3 separate regions of the Zea mays genome follow, and regions 1 and 2 are each linked to region 3. The links are chromatin contacts, called in public Hi-C maps. All regions are on one chromosome and are shown on one strand. Each heading gives the region's core, a stretch centred on a gene start, on an enhancer-like site or on the middle of the called end of the contact. The rest is flanking DNA. Distances are from core to core; before and after follow the strand shown. Region 1 has its middle 16 kb from the start of LOC100384319. Region 2 holds the start of LOC100384319 (DnaJ protein ERDJ2A). Region 3 has its middle 41 kb from the start of LOC100304405.

Region 1 (3,026 bases), core at 403-2,902, 140 kb after region 3:
GTCGCACGGGCATAGGTGTTGGCGCGAGTGATGGACGGATGGGACTCGGGCTGGAGCCGGGGGCCATGGCTCAGCGACAATAGAGCGTGTGGCCAGCCAGCACCCGCTCGGCAAGGATGGTGGGACGCATGGTGGTTGAGAAAACACGTAGGGCACGTTCAGTTACACCAATCTAGAGGGGGATTGGAGGGGATTAAATCCCCTCCTAGTCAAAAATGACTAGGCTGGAATTTAAACTCCTCCAATCCCACTCTGGATTGGTGTAACCGAACAAGCCTGTAATGGGCTGGTTTTACTCGGACGAGCAGGCGAGTGTCTTCTTTTTTCTTTTTATTTCCCTTTTTCTTTTCTTTTCTATTTTGGTTTTCAAATTTCAAATCAACTCAAATATGAGCTAGCATTTAATATATAAATCCAACAAAACAAGAGACCCAACAAATACTTTTAAATATAAAATGCACATACATGATTCCTTTTAAGAAAACGTGATTTTGACTGTGTAGCCCTATCAGAGATATATATTCAAAAATCAATACTAATTACTTATTTACTAGAGGAGAAGTCAGTATATGATTTTTACCATGAATTACTTTATTCCAAATGTTTTTAAACAGTATTTTATTTAAAAGGGAATAATAAATGGATTGAAAGACTTTCTTTTATTTGTTGCTCCAACTTTTAGTTTTAAGTTTTGAATCTATGTTGTGAATACCAAATTCTTACTTGTTATTGTTTATTTAATTTAGAGAGATATACTTTATATAAGAAAGAAATTATTAGTAGTAGACATTTTATCTTAAATATTTTGAAGAAACTTTTATAAATCTCAAAATAGGTTTCAGGTATTACACCTGGTGAATCATAACGATTGGTATCAAATTCGTCGGTTTTGGGAACTTCTAGCAGCGCTGGATCAATCGCCCGTTCACGAGTACTTCACTCATTACCAGCATCACCAAGGGATGATGGAGGCTACCATGAAAGTCCTTCTCGACGAGATGGACAAGCGATTCTCTGCCATGGATCTGAAGTGGGAGAAGTGATTTGGCGATTTCACCTAAGCCAAGGATCAGCGTATGTCGGCTCTGTAATCGACTCGCTCCGATCTAGAATCCCGGCGGTCAGCGGTGGAGTCCTCCATAGATGATATCAAGCTGGAGCTGCGGAAGCTGAACAAGCTCTAGGATCGGTCGAACTTTGAGAGTTCAGCGCTAGATCTTGGACTCCTTGCCAGACCGGAGTCGATGCCCGCGCGCCTACCTGCCAGATTACACACCAACGGCCCTATTGGGCACCGTGAAGAATTCAGTCACCGGGGTCAGGTGTTTGGGTCAGTTACGACCTACCTTCCTGACCTGGTCAAGGGTACGCTTCCCTACTATTTGATGGCCACGTTATCATGGGCCATTGTTTGATACATGTTCGACACGCGCTCGCTGGGGAGATTATGTTGGGCAATCCACGGGAAAAATGCTTAAACTACCATTTCCACTATTTGATGGCCACCACCCTCGGTTGTGGATTTCACGTTTTGAGACTTATTTTGATATGTATCAGGTGGATCCAGAGTCGTTGGTGAAGAATTATTCCATGCATCTGTCACCTATGGTGTCATGTTGGTTTTAGTTTGTTGTGTTCCACAACTCAAGTCTGTCCTAGCCCCTATTTTGTAAGCTTGTGCACGAGCGTTTTGGTAAAGATCAATATCATCTCTTGTTGTGTCAGCTGTTTTGCATTAGACAATTGGCTAGCGTGTTAGAGTACATTGAACATTTTTCGTCCCTTGTGGATCAATTGTCGGTGTATGATTCAGTTGTTGATCCCTTATATTACGCAACTCGTTTTGTGGATGGCCTGCGTGATGATATTCGTGTTGTTGTCTTGATGCAACGACCTATGGACATGGATACTGCTGGTTCCTTGGCGCTTTTGCAGGAGAAGGTCATTGCTCCGGGAATGCGAGACGAATTTCACAAGGGAGACAGAGGATCGTGGGGGAAGCCTATGTCCGAGTCTCATGTTCATGTTCTGGCACAAGCGGATCGACGTCCATCGGTCCAAGGCCAAAATGCTGAAGAAACATTGGCATCCCTTCGGGCCTTTCGTCGAGCAAAAGGATTGTGTGAACGTTGTACTAAGAATTGGCAACAGGGGCACACATGCATCACTACTATCCAGTTGCACGTTCTTTAGGAGGTTTGGGACCTCTTTCCTACTAAAGAAGCTTCTTCTCAGCTGGATTCTAATGGGGGCACACATGCATCACTACTATCCAGTTGCACATACTTTAGGAGGTTTGGGATCCCTTTGCGTAGGGGCACTAACGAAGATTAGTTGGGACCTTGCATAGTTCCGGATACCTCGGTAAAAATACCAGCGTCATCCATAAGAGTTTGCATCTCTACTATCTCTTTACCTTCTGCATTTACATTAAGTACTTAAGTTTCGATCTCTCCTTTCTAGTTAGAATATATAGTATTGAAATTTAGGCTTTGCGATAGAGATAGCAACACTTAGACAAAACCTAGTTTGCACATTCTAGATTGTTTATTTGCAAAAGTTTTGTTCTAGGGATTTAATTGTGGCCTAGTTTAGAGATAGTTTTTAGAAGTCCTAATTCACCCCCCCCCCCTAGGTGTCACCGTTTCCTTCACTATGTTTTTTATCATGACATTTTGAGTTTAATTATGTATTTTGGTGTTCAAGTTGTAAAACATCATCCCCGGATGTCACAAGTCCTTGTGCAAATGATGCACATGTTTAGAGGGAGGATATGCTACAACTGGACTCTTTGAGACTAATGAGTTTTCTTAAGTGATTTTGGTGTAGTCTAAAAGGTGATGCAAGGGAAATGATGAACTTGGCCAAAGAAACAGGCTTCCACTGCATAATTGTATCATTGTATCATGTTCAAGTTGCCCTTGGTGTTCATTGCCTTATTGCTCTTCATTTGCGATTTTTTGGTGAGGCAATGAGGTTTTTAGGCCACTAGTTCCTCTGTTTTGGTGCTTAATGCCAAAGGGGGA
Region 2 (2,888 bases), core at 163-2,662, 150 kb after region 3:
CACGAGATATAGGATCAGTTAATGCTTGATATGCCTTGGATATATATTCAATGAAGTATTTATGAGCCTCTGGGTATGTGTGGGAGAAAAGGCGTAAGAAGAGTTCACCAGGTAAGATATATTTTTTCTTCATTGAGCAACATTAATAATTTATTATAGTGTTACAAATGAGGTACCTGGATCAGGATTTTTATCAGGATGGTACTGAATAGAAAGTCTCCTATATGATTTCTTGATATCAGATTCAGATGCCCCAGCTTCCAGTCCAAGAATACTGAAAGGCTCAAAAACTTGGACCTAAGAAAATTCAAAGCGAAATCATATAACAAATACTGTAATTATATCATGTTATAGACTTGCATGTATAATATCTTCATTTCACTGAATGTTTACGTAATATCAGTATAAAGATGGTTACATAATGGGCATGTTCGATATAAAGAGGCAGGGACATGTCCAACCCTGAAGTCACAAATATCTATGCTAGGAAACACATAACTCTATCTGGAATTAAGTAAGAATCAGACTATAGTTTAGACAAATCACAAATCACGTACAAATGACAACCAAATGAGTTTCCACTAGTAAGGAAAAAAAAAGGCAAATGAGGACAGTGGAAAGTATAAGCAGTTAAGCACTAGGACAGAGCACTTCCAACTGCCGAGAAAAACAGAAGCAGATCTGAGTTATGTTAACTTGATAAGTATACTTGTATCGCAGAAAGAATTGCTCTATCTGATAGCATCAAATTCTTAAGTAGCCCAAAGTTCACATACCTCACGGCTAACAAGCTTTATGTAGTAAACCAGGAATATCATAACAATCCAGAGCAGAAGGATGGTTAGGTTACTGCACGTGGAGAAGTTGGATATCTGTGAAATAAGGGAAGCAGAACTTATTAGTCAGAACAGCAAATCAAGCAACACCCCAAAACAGAAACCAAAAGTAGCCGAACAGAAGAAGTTTAAGAAAAAACAAGAACAAGAACGCGCCGTCCGCACCCTCTTGTAGATCGACTTGCGGTACTTGCCGGAGCGGTGGCAACCCGAGCAGCGGCAGTGGATGGTCTTCGCCTTCTCGGAGGCAGCGCGACACAAGCGCAGGATCGTGTAGGGCACGAGGGGCAGCGCGATCATGGTGAGTATAAAAATCAGGAACAGCGAGCTGTTCTCCTCTGCGGCCGCCATGGCTGCTGTGACCTACCTCCGCTCTCCCGCCCGGCTCGTCTGCGATGTCGCAGGATTTTGCGGAGCCAGGGCCGGATCTGGCAGTGAGGCGGCGGGAGGTGGTACGGGGCGCGCGGATCTGAGGGGTCGCCGGCAGGCGGAGCCACGGACGGAGGCGCGGCCGATTGGGATAGGTTTTGGGGTGTCTTCAGCGGTGCCGCGGTGGGCTGTAGCCTGTAGGCGGTAGTGGTACCACGACACGGAATCGGCACCGCAGAGTCGGTTTGGAGACAAAGCGGGGATGCAGTGGCCTCTCTCTCTCTCTCTCTCTCTCTCTCTCTCTCTCTCTCTCTCTCTCTCTCTCTCTCTCGTGTAAGGACCAAAACGGTAGGAAACGATTGAAAAACACTAGGCAATGTTTGGTTGAAGAGCCAAGTATAACGGAGTCATTCCGTCCTAGTTATGTTGTTGTTCGGTTATAAAGTAATTAGAACGGAATGTCTCTAATTAGGGAATATTTTTCTCAGATCCGAAATCATTCCGCTCCAAAAAATCAACCGAACGGAGCCGCTCTGTTCTCATCCCGCTCTCACAGTCACGCTCCGTTCCGTTCACTCTGCAACCAAACAAAAAACAGAGCTGCTCCGTTACAGATTACCAAACACAGAACAGAGCGGCTCCGTTCCTAAAATCAGGGATGGAACGGCTCCGTTCTACTTGGCTCCTCAACCAAACACTACCTAATACCGTTACTGTTTTCATATTTTGTTATCGGAAACGAAATCGGAAACGGTAATTTCGAAAACAGAAACGACATCGGTATTTCGAAATCATCGTGTCGGGGACCATAATTAGGGATACCACCAAAACTCCTAATCTCAGCTGGTAACCCCCGTCAGCACAAAGCTGCAAAGGCCTGATAGGCGCGATTCAGGACAAGGCTCCGTCCACTCAAGGGACACGATCCCGCCTCGCCCGAGCCCAGCCTCGGGCAAAGGCAGGCGACCCAGTAGGATTCACGTCTCGCCCGAGGGTCCCCTCAAGCAACGGACGCACCTTCGGCTCGCCCGAGGCCCAGGCTTCGCGGAGAAGCAACCTTGGCTAAATCGCCACGCCAACCGACCATATCGCAGGGGCATTTAATCCTGACGCGCGCTCCTCAGTCGAAAGAGCCGAAGTGATCGCAGTCACTTCGCCGCTCCACTGACCGAACTAACAGGAAAACAGCGTCGCCTGCCCTGCTTCGACTATTGTGCCACTCGACAGAGTGATGCTGACAGCAGCCAAGTCCAGCCTCGGGCGCCATAGGAAGCTCCGCCTCGCCCGACCCCAGGGTTCGGACTCAACCTCGACCTCGGACGACGGACTCCGCCTCGCCCGACCCCAGGGCTCGGACTCAGCCTCGACCTCGGACGACGGACTCAGCCTCGACCTCGGACGACGGACTCCGCCTCGCCCGACCCTAGGACTCGGACTCAGCCTCGACCTCGGAAGACGGTCTCCGCCTCGCCCGACCTCAGGGCTCAGACTCGACCTCGACCTCGGAGGAGCCTCCGCCTCGCCCGACCTCGGGCTCGGACCGACCACGTCACAGGAGGGGCCATCATTACCCTACCCCTAACTAGCTCAGGCTACGGGGAACAAGACCGGCGTCCCATCTAGCTCGCCCCGGTAAACAAGTAATGGTGGCACCCCGCGTGCTCTATGACGACGGCGGCTCTC
Region 3 (3,326 bases), core at 362-2,861:
ACCAGTTGGCCATGGTTGGTTTGAAAGGTTATGTTACTGCAAGCCATGGATCTGTAGTGTCTACGAGGTCCTATCGAGGTCGCTCATACAGACGATGGGGTGAACGATGTGTTATTCTTTCATTCAATTTCTGTGTCTGGAAGATTACATGAAGAGGAGAGTAACTTGGGAGAGGGGGAAAGAACAGAACTGCAAAATACTGACTAAACCCAGCCCTGGTGTTCTCGCTCTATTTATATGTTCACTTAGGATATGTTTGGTTTAAAGTCAAAGTAGTATGAGGTGGGGTGAAACAACCTCTCGATTTTTTGGGATTACACCGCTACCAAAAATTACTTCGGTTTTGTCTCGTCCTCACGTGACTTATCCAAACACTATAGAAACTGTAGTCGTCTTCTTCCATCACTCTTTGTACATCTAACTCTTCAACGTTTCAGGCCCGCTGCCGTGCCCAGCCCGTTGTCAGTGGACGCTTCACCTGTATTATTAGACGTGGAGGTCCTTGAGAACTAAACTGGTGTCGTTGTCAGTGGACGCTTCACCTGTATTACTAGACGTGGAGGTCGTGACACTGTCCCCTCCTTGAGAACTAAACTGGTGTCGATGGATAGTGACTTTTCATAACGTAGTAATCTTCCAAGTTGTAGCGTCAAGTGGCAAAGAACTCCATTTGATCAACACCTGAACAACCGTGGTGTTACCACGCTTAGACAAGCGATGATCCAGAGTAGCTTCTGGCTGAGCAGCACTGATGTCGAGCGAAGGAATCATAGGTGAAGAAAATATAGGAGTAAAATCCGGAGTAAAGCCCTTAAGCCGGGAAACGTGGAAGGCGTGGTGAACTTGAGAGCCATTAGGCAACTGTAAGCAAAAGAGCCAATACGCTCCAGAAATATTTGTATGACAATTTGGGGCCACTAGGAACCACCACTAAAGACTGCACATAAGGCTGAAGTTTGAGCAAGACACGTTCGCCCACTTGAAAAGAACACTATGTCTGGTTGGCATCGGCATATTGTTTCATTTTCAGTTGAACGCGAGCCAATTGAGACTTGAGAATGTCAGTGAACACCTGGCGTTCCTGAAGTAAAGATTGCACATCTGTGTGACCAGACTGAAGCTGTGGAGGCACCACATCGTAAGACGCATCATGGCCATACAAAGCTTTGAAGGACTGCATTGCAGGGAGGAGTGAAAGGTAGCATTAGACTATCTTGAGTAGTTTACCTATCTCATACCCATATTTAAACTTCACTCTACGAACATTGCACTCTACAGTGCAGAAACAGTGCAAAAATAGTGTTTTTAATAAGCTATGAGTAATCTGTTAGAGGTGGTCTTATACCAGAATTCCGCCAAAGAAAGTCACTTGACCCACTTTTTCGGGGTAGCATGCACTGAACACCGTAAAAACATCTCAAGGCATTGATTGACACGCTCCGTGTGTCCATTGTTTTGAAGGTGGTAAGCCGAACTAAGCTGTAGCTTGGTGTCAATGTCACCAGCAGGCCTTCTTCAGTACCGGATGCAGCATCAGGTGATCAGGAGGAGGTGCTAGGTGGTCTACAGGAGACGAGCCAATCATTACCAAGTGATGGGCCGGAGGTTGACAATGGTAATGGGCCGAGGACGGACGTTCGCGCACGAAGGCCGAACCCACGCGTCATCGGGTTGTAGTGGACTATCTGAAGCCTGTTATATGCGTGGACAGGAGGGTGGAGAAAGCTAGGAACATTTTTGTAATAATCTGATAGTGTTCTACTTCCTCCTCGCGTCTTCCTCTACCTCCTCTACCTGTTGCCTTCTTGTTACTGCTACACTATCGTGGTGTCACACATGGATTTAAGAGAAAATTCAGATGCATCTTAAATATGTGTTAAGATTAAATCTGACACATATGATGACTCATGTTACATAAATCAATATCAGATCTTTATTATATAATAGAATTTCGTACAAAGATACCTGAGCAAAATACATTGTATAATGACAACGATCCTCTACAACCATAGTTGACTAGGAGACGACGAACTAGATCTCTCGCCGACCTCATCACAACATCTTCCATGCTCCTCCGGCAGTACCTGTTCTTGACATGATGTGATTATAGCAAGAGTGAGCTCTCATACGATCATCGCTCAACAAGTGTGGGGAAAAGTGTGTATGAGCTCACTTACAGTGGGGGCTCATGTGTATTACCAAGAAAAATAGTTAAGGCTAAGCATTACTTTTAAATAAGTTGGTCAAAATTTTATTAACAATTACTAAGTATAAGTAAATATTATCCCAATTAAATAATTGATTATAATGAATAATAAATCCCACAATGAAATCCATGACAGATTAAATTTAATTACATAAATTAATGATGTGAGGGTTCGAGCCACTCTTAACCGTGAGCACGACTGGTATACCAGTTTTACACTCTGCAGAGGTTGTGCATCTTTACCCACAAGCCATGATACCCATCTGCCACGGGTCATGAATCCGATACACCTCTACCGAGAAGGCGAGACAGGATATCACTATGAGACTTTTCTAAAGTTCCACTAGTTTGACAAAACCCACTACGGTTTCAGGCAAAAGGGAACATATGAATCCCTCGTAGGGATGACAATTTTACCCGCGGGTTCGGATATCCGTCAGATATCTGACCCATCGGGTTTGGGTTCGAGCACAAAATTTAACTCTTGGGTCTCACTCGTACTCCCGGCTTCCACATACAGTCGTCATCACCAGGACTAGGAGGCAAGACTATAAGAGACTCGCCCACGCTCACCATGCTCCTGGAGTCCTGCTTTGGCATTCTCCATTTGGCCATCCCCTCCAGCAGTTCGACCTCCACTGCTCCATGCCTCAGTGCAGGTTTGGCCCCAAGCGCGGCGGTGCAGGTGCTGACAAATCTCTATCTATCTCCCTGAAATTCGCCTAGAGGGGGGGGGGGGTGAATAGGGCGAATCTGAAATTTATAAACTTAAGCACAACTACAAGCCGAGTTAGCGTTAGAAATATGGACGAGTCCGAGAGAGAGGGTGGAAAACAAATCGCGGGCAAATAAAGAGTGAGACACGATGATTTGTTTTACCGAGGTTCGGTTCTCGCAAACCTACTCCCCGTTGAGGTGGTCACAAAGACCGGGTCTCTTTCAACCCTTTCCCTCTCTCAAACGGTCACTTAGACCGAGTGAGCTTCTCTTCTCAATCAAACGGGATACAAAGTCCCCTCAAGGACCACCACACAATTGGTGTCTCTTGCCTTGGTTACAATTGAGATGATCACAAGAAGAATGAGAAAGAAAAGAAGCAATCCAAGCGCAAGAGCTCAAA

Evidence for each region. A called contact is a pair of places that touch in the nucleus more often than the background predicts.
Region 1: a contact with region 3 is called in a Hi-C map of endosperm, with 2.4 times the contacts expected there. The contact joins two enhancer-like sites. A contact is called at or near these places in 5 of 25 Hi-C or Micro-C datasets (ear, endosperm, leaf and 2 more).
Region 2: a Hi-C map of leaf shows a contact between it and region 3, with 6 times the contacts expected there. The contact joins the promoter of LOC100384319 here to the enhancer-like site in region 3. A contact is called at or near these places in 4 of 25 Hi-C or Micro-C datasets (ear, endosperm, leaf and 1 more).

The regions. Positions count from the first base shown.
Region 1 is chr2:84,250,894-84,253,919 of Zm-B73-REFERENCE-NAM-5.0, forward strand. No RefSeq gene overlaps it. Among protein-coding and RNA genes, the nearest start is that of LOC100384319, 16 kb to the right of the region's middle. Within about 2 kb of position 1,653, at least 8 of the 20 cell types and tissues checked have an H3K27ac peak or open chromatin away from gene starts, as enhancers often do.
Region 2 is chr2:84,267,159-84,270,046 of Zm-B73-REFERENCE-NAM-5.0, forward strand. LOC100384319 (DnaJ protein ERDJ2A) reads right to left here and starts at 1,413. Exons shown (of 10, transcript NM_001322052.1): 1 at 1,002-1,413; 2 at 777-872; 3 at 177-297; 4 at 1-69. The coding sequence starts at 1,187.
Region 3 is chr2:84,112,825-84,116,150 of Zm-B73-REFERENCE-NAM-5.0, forward strand. No RefSeq gene overlaps it. Among protein-coding and RNA genes, the nearest start is that of LOC100304405, 41 kb to the left of the region's middle. Within about 2 kb of position 1,612, at least 13 of the 20 cell types and tissues checked have an H3K27ac peak or open chromatin away from gene starts, as enhancers often do. A contact at or near this core is called in ear, leaf and tassel, where this site is marked.